2 separate regions of the Aedes aegypti genome follow, and region 1 is linked to region 2. Evidence: chromatin contacts called from public Hi-C data. All regions are on one chromosome and are shown on one strand. The core of a region is the stretch at or near the end of the contact, and the rest is flanking DNA. Distances in the headings are between cores, read along the strand shown.

Region 1 (7,027 bases), core at 4,509-7,008, 61 kb after region 2:
AGCATCAAAATTGTAGGTTAAACTTAAGTCAACAAATTCATTTCTTATATAGCGACTAGTGGTCTCAGATGGAAGAACCTTGTCTATTCACTTTAACATTGTCCACCTACGACAAAAGAGGAGACGAAACCGGCAGAAAATCATTAGATTCTGTTGATTTGTTTTCGAATCGTGACATAAAGTAATGAATTAGTTTCCCTCATAGATATGTCCAAAGTCACACAAACTGACAGTACCGTGCAATGTCATCAACATGGAGGGAGCATAATTTCAATGCTCGAACATTGTGTGATATTGAATGTATCTTGAATGTAATAAAATCTATGATTTTTGGTATACCGCAATAATAGGACAGTACTACCGCAATAATAGGACAAAATACCGCAATAATAGGACAGATGAAGAGCTTCAGATTTATGTCAAAAATATGTATGTATGATTCCAAAAATTACTTTTTTACTTCACTATACTCCAGATAAAGGATAGTTTTACCACTTAACATTGCAAAATACTATAATAATTAGATTTTGGACACTGCAATACGATTTTAATTTCAACACCGTGCTTAAGTCCTCCATAATAGGACGGATACCCTAGCTCTTATTCTTATCTTCAATTACGTCCAGAACAAAGATTGCTTCTCAGTATGATATTCTAGGAGAACTTGATTAGAAATCAAGCTCTTCAGGTCCTGATACATCCATCCACCTAGCTGATGAGTCCATCCGCCACTCATTGTTCCAACCGGCGTGACTATAACACCATTTATAGAAAATTACAACAACGTTCAGCGTAACTTTCCAACTCAAGCCAGCTTCATGATTCACTGTAGACTTGAGCGAGTTCATGGTTCGTTCTTCGCCTCCCTCGCCGTGCACCGCCAAATATCATTCTAAGCACTTGTTGCTTGAAGACTCCCAAGTTTTGCAAGTCCTTCTCCAGCATGGTCCAGGTCTATGTCTTGCGTGACACCTTCCAGCACAACATGAAAGTCCATCACTCTGTCGTAGTCTCTGGCGAACACTCCATGCAGTTTTGTACATCTTTATTGTTGATTTAATTAATCTCGCGAATTTGACGGAAAAGCTGTTTCCATTATTCAATTACTCCAGTTCAAATAAAAAAAATGAAATTGATGGACAGGTGGTGCGTAAGAAACTGGTGCCCATGGCATTTCTGGCGGATTCGCCGTATGGCAAAGATCGGGTCCATTGACGAGCAGCCATCGATGAAACCCACTTGATAACTTTCCACGCGATCATTAGCTATAAATGATAGACGATGGAAGATAATCTAGGTTAGTACTTTATAGGCGGCGTTCAGGATGGTTATTGCACGATAGTTTTCACAATTCGTTTTGTCGCCTTTTTTTAGATAGTAGTCATTCTTCAAATTCTCCGGTAGCTATCTATCTTCCAATTCTGAGTACCGGTCAAACTTACCTGGTCAATATTGGGCTATTGAATGGGGTCCTCAACTTCCCCCATCATGGGAGCTGGTTGGTTTCCCGCTGTCCTCTGTGCTGATGTAAGCATCATCTTCTATGCTGAATTCTGATCCACTGTGCCGGTGTCCTCTGCGGCTTGAGGTGATCGTGGTACTTGCCCGAGCAGGTGGAAAAAGCTGACCAAGATCATAATTTGTTGTTCTAAAATAATTAGAGTAAAGTGGGGCAAAAGTTCGAGTGGGGTAAGAGTTTCTTTTCAAGATTTCTAGCTCATTTCAAAACAAATTTTATAAATGTCATGGTGGTTCGAATGCTATTCAAGTTAGAGACTTTTACTCCAAATATCATAAAAATCGATTGAGATTTGGAAAAGTTATGGCTATTTGTTGTTTTTTGACGTGAATGTTGTAATTTTTGGTCAAACTTTCGTTGCATGGAACCAATTGTAGATAAAATCTTTTTCAATATTTTATGTAAGGGCGTTTCTAGGCCTATCATAAGGTTGCTTTGAGGTGTATTAGTTTTTGCATAAATGCTTGAAAACAATGTTTGGCCCATAGTGGGGCAAAAGTTCGAATCAGCGGGGCAAAAGTTCGACCCATGTATAAAATCACGAAAAAAATTGCAAATTACCTAAAATCCACATATTATCTTCAAATTTATTTAAATTTGTCTGATCGTGTGAAAACTGTCACCAAAATTTTACATTTCCACTAAGTTTTGTGAAAAACTGCTTTTTTTTAATATATTACAATTAACCCGGTTTTGGGCAATTGTTTGATGAAAATTTAGTGTGTATTTTTCGGCAAACTTAAGTTTACGGCTAGAGTAAAGTATGCCTGTCATAAAAGGATCGATATTTTGTGTTTTAGTCAGCGAACTTTTGCCCCACACTAGATTCGAACTCTTTCCCCACCGGTGGGGCAAAAGTTCGAATAAGACAATCAATTTTGAAACTGTTATAACTAAAAATGAGTAAATATTTTGACACAAGTTTGTTCAGCAAAGTTATAGCCAATATGTCGAAGGTTCACTTTGTTTTGTTTTAACTGCTATTGTTTTCCTGGAAACTTTGATCACAGACAAACAGACGTCACACTCTCACCATTCTCCATCGACCACCTTTTTAACGGTCGATTCAAAAATATAGTAGGTGGCCAATCGGCCACCCGCAGCGCTTGCATCGGTTTTGTTCGCGTTTGACGTTTAAACACTACCGCCATCTGTTGGCCTGTTGGCCAAACACTCTAATTTTAGCATTGGGCGTACATGTCCTCGTGACTATGATTTTTATTGAGATTTGTTCTAAGTGTTACGTCTGTTTGTCTGTGCTTTGATTATACCACTAAGGTCGAACTTTTGCCCCACCTTACTCTACTGACGATCATAATTAGCTTTTGGTTTGTTGGAGATAAGAGATAAAATATCAAAAATTATATCAAAAATTAGTATGGAGAAGTATTGAACAATATCTTGTTAAGATATTATTGTCGCACCGCTTTTGTTCCTAGAAGTTGTCCCGACGTCACTCTGTTCAGTCCGGCCATTTTGCTGTTGAATGTGTTTTGTGTCATGTCAAAGAACAAATGTTGATCTGTTGATCTTGTTTACATATTTTCAGATGTTGAGCTATTGTGCTGAGATCAGGGAGTGAAATTATCGCTTCACGAAATCTGTTTCTCCGAGATAAAGGCGGCAACTAATTTTCGGGTTGCTTGAAAAATGTCTATTTTCGTCTTATTTCCGCGATAATTTCATTCACTGGCTGAGATTTATAAAATTTTGGAACATCTTTTCAATTTCAAATTGATCATAATTTGAGTTCGTTTCGAGATCAAGATGTGATTTTGATTTTTACGTCTGCCCGGGTCTTCCATCTTTTGATCGCCTCGCGTCCTTCCATCAAGATGTTTACGTTCTTATCCCTGCACTCTTGACACAAATCTCTCTTATGGCGAATTCGGTTTTAAACCTGGGGTCAGAGCTGACCCGACTCGCAATAAACGAACGAAAACGGATCCAGGTTCGAGTCAAATCGAATGTGTTATACCTACATTCGAACTGTCAGTCACACAGTTTCATAAAATTTCGCTTCTCTGAGTGCAAAATCACAAAAGAAAGTCTCAATATTAATGCAATAAATATTGCCGAATGCTTTCGTTAACATCTCTTGTTGTTAAATCTATGCTTTAATCGTTAATTTTGATAATAATAAAAATGTAAACAATCAATGTTTGACAGTTGAACCCCGCTCAGGTTGGATCGCAAAAAATCGACAGAGCGAATCTCGTTGTGTTTGGGTCGAACCTGGGGCGGATCCGGGTTCGACCCGATCCAATAAAAAAACGTTTTGACAGCTGTTAGAGCAGATCCAGGGCGAACCTAGGTTCGCCCCAGCAATAAACGAAATCGCCATTAGAGTTCTTCGCTGGAACTCGGACGATGATTAGCTGTCTCTAAAATGGGGAATCATGAAGAACAGACATTCCAGGTTTACTTTACGATATAAAAATAAAAAAGCGCTCTATTCGCAAAGACGGTTATGACGAATTCCATGTCGAATCGGTCAGATACAGATTTCGACCATCTGCGATCTGCAGTAAATTTTGCACATGTTTTGGTATGCTAAAATAAGTGTTTTCCATAAAAAATCCATCGTTTCGATTCGAGAATAACTTTTGAAAATGGCCAATAAATCTTTGCATACATTTTTTTTTAAATTCTAACACCGAAAATGTTGATTTTAGAGAAAAATGTTGTATGAAGAAGCTGTAGTGAACCGTTTGGGCCTACAAGAAAAAATATATACACTAAAAAAATATGTTATGTTTTTTCATGAAAAATTCAAAAATTAAACTTAAATTTTAAATTACACAAAAACCCCACATTTAATATTTTTTTAAATTTTCACCATAGAATCTTGATAGTAAACAGATGTTTGGGACAAAATTTCACGATGGAGAAATTTTTTATAGAAAAGTTTTTCTAAGAACAACTTTCGGTCTATTTTCAATGTTTTATGTTTTTAATTAATCATAATTAAACGATTTCAATTATGGTAAATATCATTTTCCCAAAATTTGGAATTATTTGTCATGTTTGTTTACATCAGTAGCTAATACCATACCATGAATTGCTTTGTTTTCTTCTTGACAATGGAATGCATCCTCGGCTGTACATTTCATCGCATGTCAAAGCTCGCACGTCACGAATGTCACCCACTACGCTGTTATCGCTGCTGTTGATTATGTTGATAAACGGGATTTGATGGGCGTGGCTTCCAATTCGGGAGCCATCAGTGAAGTGTACGTAAACACCAGATAAACACAGTTATCATTCGTCATCTCATTGCTGTGCAACAGTCGAAGCCTAGCCTACTGTGATGCGAAATGAAAACCATCACGCACTGCTACAGACACACATATACAAACGCACTAATCATAGTACACCGTAAACACTACACCCCCATTCCATATTATTATTCCACTCGGATAAGGAAACCTCACGACACGATTATATGAAAGTGTTTTCAACATGCATTACTCCACTTGTGGGGGGCGAGTTCTCTTCGTCTTGTGTAATGGGGACACAAATACAAAGGAGAGCGGGGCTTCAATGCCACCGGCGCGATCCCCCTCAACCCCATACGGTGGCGATGGTGTGCAAATTTGAGATAAAGATTCTTCGTTGGTCAGATAGGCCATGTGTGCCAAAGTAATAATACAATTTCATTACGTCCAATTAAATGTTAATAAAAAATTTACATACAACTAATCGAGTCTGTTCGCTATTCGGCGGCGACAATGAGCATACACATACAAACAAACATTTTAAAGTGCGAAGCGAAGAGAGGCAAAAGAAATGAGAATGAGCGGAAAGAGAGAATAATTTGCGCGGACGCACACAATGAAATTTTCTTGTGAAGTACAGCCGTACTCACAACCACAAACGCAGATAAATGTCAAAAATCTTTTGGAATTTTGTCAACAATAATTTTAATGATGTGTGGATTGCGCAGGGGGTGATACTGGTAGAAGAGAGATATACCAAATTCACGAATACTGACTCGAGGATTGATTACTACTCGAACACCGTCGTCAGACCAGAAAACCACCGCAAAGAGAATACTCTGTACGAAAATGGGACACAATAAAATGTGGAATAACTAAAAACATACCGTGTGTGCGGTGGGCATCCTATACACACAGGAGATTTACAGCAAATTAAAATGAATACTTTCGAACGGGTCTGCATGTTCGGCGCGCATGCTGCTTGAACGATTCCTGCGAATGTAAACGCGCAATGGCTCTCACACATGTATGTGACATGAATCAGTATAGCAGGCTGTGTACGGAACGGAACGGTCTATGGTGCAAGTGAGTACCGTTCAATTGAGTGATCACTCTTGCACATCAGACTCAGAAGAGCAGCGATGGGAAAGATTTGAAGGAATATACTTATAAAGCGATTAACGATTATTACCTGCTTGGTTGATTGTTTGCGTTAGTTGAATATTGTTTATGCATTGATGATGTCGGGAAGAATATTTTTCTTCTATAGCATTCGTAGTAAATTAACACCTTATTCAAACATTTCATTTATTTATTATTATGAACTTAATGCTTCATACTAAAAAATAAATAAAATACTTGAATAAGCCAATGAACTGATTATGTTTTATTTGAGATACAATCGAAGACACGATTGTTAGAATCCAAAGATGTCTATCATAATAACCGCCTTCTTTGTTAAAAAGCACAAATCTCATCATCTAAGACGTTCAATAGATTATCTGATTTGTACTCGAAAAAATGCAATGCAAAAAGTAGAAAGTTGAAATATTAATGAGTCAATATTGGAAATCAAAATACTTACCAGGCACCCCCGTTAATTTGACTACATTTAATCTGGACACTTTAATTTGCACCACGCTAATCCGCACATCATTCAGGTCAAAAATGGTTCAATCGTCAATTAGCTCATGGAATGGAGTTAAAAGAAGCTTTGTGGAACGAAACGCATAATCAAAACTAAACAGCCAAAAAGGTAATCAGAAGTACCGTGTACCCCCGCTAATTTGAACGGTACCTCATGCAAACCATCGGGGTTCATTTTTAATTTGAACATCTAGTCACCCTAGAATCGTGTTTCTGGTAACCTTTTCACTGTTTTGTTTTGGTTTTGCGTTCCATTCCACAGCGTTCCATTTCACTTTACTCCGTTCCAGAAGCTAAATGACGTTTGAACCATTTTTAATCTGAACGATGTGCAAATTAGCGGGGTACAAATTAAAAAGTGTTCAGATTAAATGTGGTCAAACTAACGGGGGTACCCGGTACTATTTCTGTTGTTCGTAGGGTGGCTAGTAGTTCTAATTGAAAATGAACCTAGATGGTTTGCATGAGGTACTGTTCGAATTATCGGGGGTGCTTCAATACAGAAAACTACGAAATGCGAAACTATGTCGAGGGTATGAAGGTTTTATTGTGTATAAAGATAAACCTTGCGTTTTTAAATTATATCTACTCAATCAATTGGTTTGTATTGAGGGACTGTCCATAAATGACTAAGCATTTTCAT
Region 2 (7,148 bases), core at 2,779-5,278:
TGACAATGAATCCATTACCGGAAGATATGGAAGAAGATTGTTATCATGGACATTGTTATCATTCATAAGTGCAGTTCAATCCATTTTGTATGTATCCATTAATATTTACGACTAGTGATCCCGGAAAACTTCGTCTTGCCATCAAGTAGGCTGTTGTGAAACGTCATGCAATCCCCTATGGACCGATGCACGAGTTCACTATCTGACGTTTGAGCGGTGCCGTGTTATTTACGTGACCATGGCAACGAGTGAATTCGGCACCGCTCAAACGTCAAATTAGTGAACTCGTGCATTGGTCCATACAAAATGACACATAAGTTTTCTTTCGTTTTCCTTATTATTCCGGAGACTTTTCTCAACTTGTTTCTAACACGATCACGTCGCATGCCTTGTCGAGTGAAACAGTGAAAAACTTATATCAATCCGTTCATCCATTCTCAAGTTATTTCGTGACATACAAACACCACTCCATTTTTATTTATATAGATAGATGAGCAAGTGTTATTTATTTCTAGAGATGTTTAGTTTGAAGAGTATATGACATTTTTTGTATAATTTTCTTACATAATTGCGTTAATTCTAAAGAAGGCAAAGAATCCATGTAATTATTAGTACTTATAATGCAAATGATTAACTTGAAGACAACAATCTAGAGTCAAGTCAAAAATTCATGTTATGATAGGTCACATAACCTTCAACAATAAAATTCTGGTAGTGTGACACCGCTAACGCATGACGGCTCACCATAGTAGCATGTCCGAAGGAACTGGAAACTAGTGAGAACCAGAGCTACATGTCCAAAGCCCTGATAAAGGCGCAACCCTGTTTAGGTGACTTATCGAAGACTCTTCACCAACCAAGAAAGGCAAAATAGAGGTAGGTGTGACGCCAATAAAAGCGAATCTGCTCATTAATTTAATGTGATGAAAACAGTTCCTTTGCCTCTTCTGCCAACAGTTTTTGATGATTTTCAAACAATTTTGATCAGCCACATATGCCGAAAGCACCTGGAAAATATTTGAAATTCGTCGAATTTGAAAATTAAACTTTAATTTCAAAGTCAATTTTACAGTCAAGCTCAAATTTAACATAGCATAGTATTCAGCATTTAGCATAGCGTGCATTTTTTTATGGAAATATTGTTCGTTTAGTTGAGGAATAGATTATCGTGCACATCTTCAACGAGGAAAAATAAATACTCACACATCAGTTTATATGGCACTTTCATAGAAGCACGCACCTTGCATTCAAAGTACAATCCAACATAATGCGTTACATGTGCGTTACTTGTTGGTTTTGTTAGCTACGACGCCATCCAATATATGGCAAACATGGTGGGAGAATATTTTGGTGGGACAAAATTATTTAGGTGTGAGTCTATTGGAGGGCAAAATCCTCAATATTTACATCTACAATTCCAACAACTATTAGAACAGCAAGAATCCACAAAACAGCATATAATTGAAAGAAGGTCCCTTTCTTACAGTCATTAGATTAACCGTTTAAGTATGAAGAATAGCCTATGATTCAAAGAAGGGAGAATATATGATGGAAGTATTAAGAGTAGTAGTGACCTGAGAGAGACTCGCGAAGAGGAAAAATATCAACGTCATATGCAGCCCAGATTCCCCTCTCACGAAACGTCAAATGCAGCCCACCGTTTTTATGGCTGAAAAAGTGAAAAGTATTGTGTTCAAAGTAAACTGTTATTAAAAACCTCAGTCGGCGGAGCAGTTTTTTCCAAAGTTGCTGATAAATCTAAGCAGAAGATTAATTATTTCTAATGTCTTCTACGTTTGCTGGCATGAAATTTCACTCAAATGGCTATTTATGATTCGATGTGATGCAAACTTAATCATTTTTTGCTGAGAGGTTCATGTGAGGATTTGAACAGCATGCGTATAATTGGTATGCGCATGCGCATAATTGGTATGCACAAAGTGGAATAAGAAAAAAACTCAGCAATCACAGAAAAAGAAGACCGTCTTCGCGAGTCTCGTCTCAGGTAGTGACATAATATTTTGAATTAGTATGTCTCGAAAGAACACTTTAATTATAAAAAAAGATTTTTTTTCTGATTACAGTAATACCTCCATGAGTCGATGTTCCATAACTCGATATCGACTCATGGAACCATACTAGAAACGAAATTTCATGGTTACTATGATGGTCCCTAGAAACAGCTTTCCAAAGGATTACTGTTCCATGACTCGATATTTCCATGAGTCGATGGTCCCTTCAATATCGACTCATGGAGGTTTCACTGTAAAACATTAGCAGCACTAACTCCAACAGTTTTGTCGACAGTATAGCTATAAAGAACAGCCTTCAATATAAAGAAGGGATAATCTCTGAAGAAAAATTTGCCAATGTGTACAACTAAACTCAAAACATGAGCAGCAATTACAGCGTCGTTCATATTCTTGGCATTACGCCCCAACCCAAGCTCTCAGCTTAGTGTTCTAGGAGCACTTCCACCATTATTAACCAAAGTGGCCATATTGCATTCCTATTTGTGTACGATACATATGGTCAGAGAAATTACCACAAAGCTAATGAAGGTAATTTACAGCATTGTAATGCTTATCATTTAATCAAGTTTTATCCTATAAATTGACCTCAAAGGATTCACAACTATGGGACGATTGATAGGCAATCGTATTTTAAAGTACACACTTTTGATCTTTGAAGCCATCCACAATTGCCAAAAAGTCAGATCACTTTTCGCACAAACATTTTTTTTATTTTGGCAATTATGCCAATCGTCCATTATGCCTAATGTCTATTATGCCAAACATCCATTATGCCAAACGTTTATTCTGCCTATCGTATTTATGCCTATCGTACTTATGCCTATCGTATTTATGCCTAACGTCGTGCACCCATTCCGTACGACCTTGCTTTTTAAACTTGACTTGACCTTGCGTTAGCTTCTTTTCAGACAACAAATTGATAAAACTATCATCAAAACTGTTCTAAGCACTCTATTCTTTGATCATCTATAGTCCGCCTTATAAATATTGTCAGTTTGTGACAGCTGGGCCAAAACCCCAAAGCATCTGAGATTCCGAAGAGCTAATATAAATTTCTGCGGATGATTCTAAACACTTTACTGAAAGCAAAAATTCTCACGTATATAACCTGACTAAAATGCGATTAGTGGCTGTATTAATTGACGAAGGACTTCTGGAAGTGGATTATCGATATTGATCCTTGGACTTGCAAGTAGATCTGACGTTCTATGATTGCATAAATATCGTCATTCTGTGAGAGCTGCGCTAAAATCGCAAAGCATCCGAAATTCTGAAGAGTTTATGCAGATGGTTCTAAACACTTCCCTGAAAGCAAAATCATCTTACGTTCATCGCCTGGCCAAAATTAAACAGCTGAATGTATTGATTACTATAGGACTCCGACTCGTAGATCATCCAGGATTCTCTACGCTGAGGTTGAAAGTATGCTATTTAAAGAAATCTTGCTATTTTACGATTCATCAGAAAGCTATCAAATCTGGTGTGATTGCATCGGTACATCCAATAATCAGAATTGTGATAGTTAGGTAATGTTTGAACACCTCCCATTCGGATGTTTCTGGTCACGCAATTGTCTGCCATCAACACTGTCTAGTTACTAGCTAAACAACCGAGCGAATCCCACCGCTCCGTTGTATATTCATGTCGCTCATGGATCAGTATTGGTAGACAACAACCACGGATCCAACTAAAGTAGACCAACAGCAGAACAGCCAAAAGAGCGAAAAAAAACATTGAACTTCTCTGCGGTACTGCTGTCCGACGACGATGCACCAACACAATGAACCTTCCTACGATAACATCGTATACATACGCGAACAACACACTGTGTATTGGAGAAGCAAAACGAGAAGAACAGAAAAACTGCTTTTAAAAATAAATGAAAATGTTTCAATAATAAGCAACGCGCTCCCTGCGACTAATAGGATGACTACGGTACGGCAACGGCGATGACGATGTCAGTGATTGTGTAGTTGGTATCACATATGAATGTACCCGAAAGTGGAAACGACAGTACGTGAGGAAGCGGAAGGACAGAGTGTGTCGTTCGACATCATCATCGTCGTTGTCGCGGTCTTCGTTACGAAGATCTCTTGTTGTTACTTGGTACCTAAGAAAGAAAGACAATATCCAGAGCGTGTAGACGAACAACGCAAAGAAGCGTTTGTGAAATTCCTTGTCTCGATACAACGCAACATGCTCTACAGAGATTGTCCTAATCTTTTGAACATAGCAGATTTTCGCCATTTGGAAAGCGATTGAAATTTTCTGATAATCAACTGTCACACCATAAAGCATACACTGACATTGACAGTTGTCAGCCCTAAACGTAATCTACGACTTTCGTTGGAGGCATTCGCAGCATCGAGGACAGTCAAATAGACGCCTGGCGCAATACGCCGAAAGTAGTACGGCAGAAGAAAAAAAAATGCAATGTAGCTTCGCGTCGGTGCATGACACAGAGAGCTTCACCACATTGGAATAAATTTGCATTTACTAATAGGATACACCAGCCGTGCAGCCTCAATCGCCAAAGGTTGCAGCAATGTTATGGATGCAATGTAACGACACACGCTGAGAAGCAAACGAATGGAATAAAATGCAGCAGCAAAAAAGAATCGAGCGAGAGAAACAGAATACGAAGGTATAATACTAAAATAGAACCCATACAAAAAAATTGAAGAAAAAAATCCTACATCTACACGTACCACAGAAACAAAGTTCGCTTGTCGGTCGGCGCATGCAGGCAGCCCCGGTTGTCGAATGTATCGCTGCTGGTTCGCTAGCTACAACAAACAGAAACGGTTGGATGCAATCGTCGAAGTCGCCGCACGCCGCAGCTGGTGCAAGTAAGACAGCGCGTTGAACCTCCCAGACCCAGGCAGTTCGTTTGGATTCAGATCAAGAGGTAGTGGGAGGAGCGGAGGTAACAGGCATAGAGTGCTCAATGAGCCTTGGCTGTTGCCTTTATCAGCAATAATTATTTTTTCAAGTTTAAGAATATGTATGCGAATCGTTCGTGGAGCAGCGTAGCTTCATGAAGGTTTGCATGCAAAAATATACAACAACAGAATGGTGCGCGGTGCATTGGTACGACGACTACCACATGCAGCGCGAGCGGGCATCGAAGTTGTAGGGGTTGCATATTTGGGTTGTATGGGAAATTGAAACACGACCCTACACGGATTGCCTGTTGTAATGTCATTGAATCCTTTACGGCAAGGAAGCGTTTAGAATAGGATTGAGTCATAACTTCTTTCCATACTCCAGACGCTTCATCCCAGCTGCTTGATGCTCATGTTAGCTCTGTATTAGCTCTATCAAGTTATTCATATCAAGTGCTTACTGCGACAATGATTTATCTTCCATTCACTGTATTGTGAGTCAAACACAATGGTACACTATGTATATAGAAGTCGTGAACATTTTGATTCCCTAACGATCATCAACCAGTCTGGAATTTGTGCCCAGAGCTGTATGTTTACGAACTTAGTCAGGGTATGCCTCTGCAAAGCTCCGCTTCCAAAAATAATGGCATTATTCATCTTTGACAATTAAATCTTGCAAATTAAAGTAAGACTGTAAGATGCATCGAGACAGGCTTTATAATGTTCTTGCTGAGATAGTGCTCGTTGAGATGTTAGTTTTTTTTAAGACTTTATCTATAAAAAGGAGGAAAAATGTGAGAAATACGTACAATCTACGAAACTCCATAACTTACCAAACGTTTCAGCTCTTGGGGACTTCCTTAGCCGAGTGATTAGAGCCGCGGCAACAAAGCAAAGCCATGCTGAAGGTGTCTGGGTTCGATTGCCGGTTGGTCTAGGGTCTTTTCGTAATTGAAATTTCTTTGACTTCCCTGGGCATAGAGTATCATCGTACCTGTCACACGATTATACAAACGCAAAAATGACAACTTAGGCAATGAAAGCACTCAGTTGGTAAATGTGGAAGTGCTCATAACAACACTAAGCTGAGTAGCCGGCTCTGTTCCAGTGGGAACGTTAATGCCAATAAGAGGAATCTCTTGAAATTTCGGTAAATTCAACGTAATCTCCGAAACCTTGATCTCAAAGGCAAATGCAAAGAGAGACTCTATTCAACTTTTCGATAAATTTCTCCTACTTTTACTTTCAAGAGCTTATTTTGCAATATTTCTATAGTTGTGCAAACAATATCACCGAAAGTTCATTTCAATGTTTTGTTCACAACTTCTTCTTTTTTTCTGGCGTTACGTCCCCACTGGGACAGATCCTGCTTCTCAGCTTAGTGTTCTTATGAGCACTTCCACAGTTATTAACTGAGAGCTTACTATGCCAATGACCATTTTTGCATGCGTATATCGTGTGGCAGGTACGAAGATACTCTATGCCCTGGGAAGTCGAGAAAATTTCCAACCCGAAAAGATCCTCGACCGGTGGGATTTGAACCAAAAATTGGCCGAAAAATGCTACGCCATTTATGGACGCTGCCTAACCAAAACAGAGACAAGAGAGAAAGCTTCATCGCCATTTTCTGATGATTCTCTGATTTTACTGTTTGAAGCTCCTTGAGCCTAAAATATAAGTTAGTCCACGAGTTGAAGTATATAAATAACATACGTTCCGTAAAGTTCGGTAGTGCACAAAAGTCTGAAGGGCCTATTTCATAACTCGACTTAACCTTCCAGTTGTTGTTGTTGTTTGAGAGGGACTTTAACCCGAAGGTCATTCGTCCCTAACCTTCTAGTCGTCGCATGGTTTGCCACCGTCAGAATCACCACGCTGCTGTAGTGAACGAAAAGCGAGATTTTTTCAACAGTATTGTACAAAATACAACAGCGCGACGACTGAAGTGTTAACTCACTGTCGACTAAGAAATCACTCGACACGACTATGTCACATGAATTTTTCGACAGATGTTACTTTGTGTGACTGCATTACTATGCTAGTCGATAGGTGACTTTTGAAATATGAATGCGTATTTTGATCGTCTGCAGACTAGTCACATGCACATGATCCATAAAATTATCCCCTAACACATTTAAAGCGTAATAAAATTACCTAACACCTGAGCTAATGCTACAATGCTACATAGAAGATACTTTTTCTTCATTAAACTACCAAATGTAAGTAG

Evidence for each region. A called contact is a pair of places that touch in the nucleus more often than the background predicts.
Region 1: a contact with region 2 is called in a Hi-C map of whole pupa, with 4 times the contacts expected there. The contact joins two enhancer-like sites. A contact is called at or near these places in 2 of 2 Hi-C or Micro-C datasets (whole body and whole pupa).

Annotation. Positions count from the first base shown.
Region 1 is chr2:29,495,398-29,502,424 of AaegL5.0, forward strand. All of the region lies in intron 2 of LOC110675422 (mediator of RNA polymerase II transcription subunit 13), which reads left to right. Among protein-coding and RNA genes, the nearest start is that of LOC5574113, 59 kb to the right of the region's middle. Within about 2 kb of position 5,759, at least 3 of the 3 cell types and tissues checked have open chromatin away from gene starts, as enhancers often do.
Region 2 is chr2:29,436,588-29,443,735 of AaegL5.0, forward strand. All of the region lies in intron 1 of LOC110675422 (mediator of RNA polymerase II transcription subunit 13), which reads left to right. Among protein-coding and RNA genes, the nearest start is that of LOC110675422, 6.9 kb to the left of the region's middle. Within about 2 kb of position 4,029, at least 3 of the 3 cell types and tissues checked have open chromatin away from gene starts, as enhancers often do.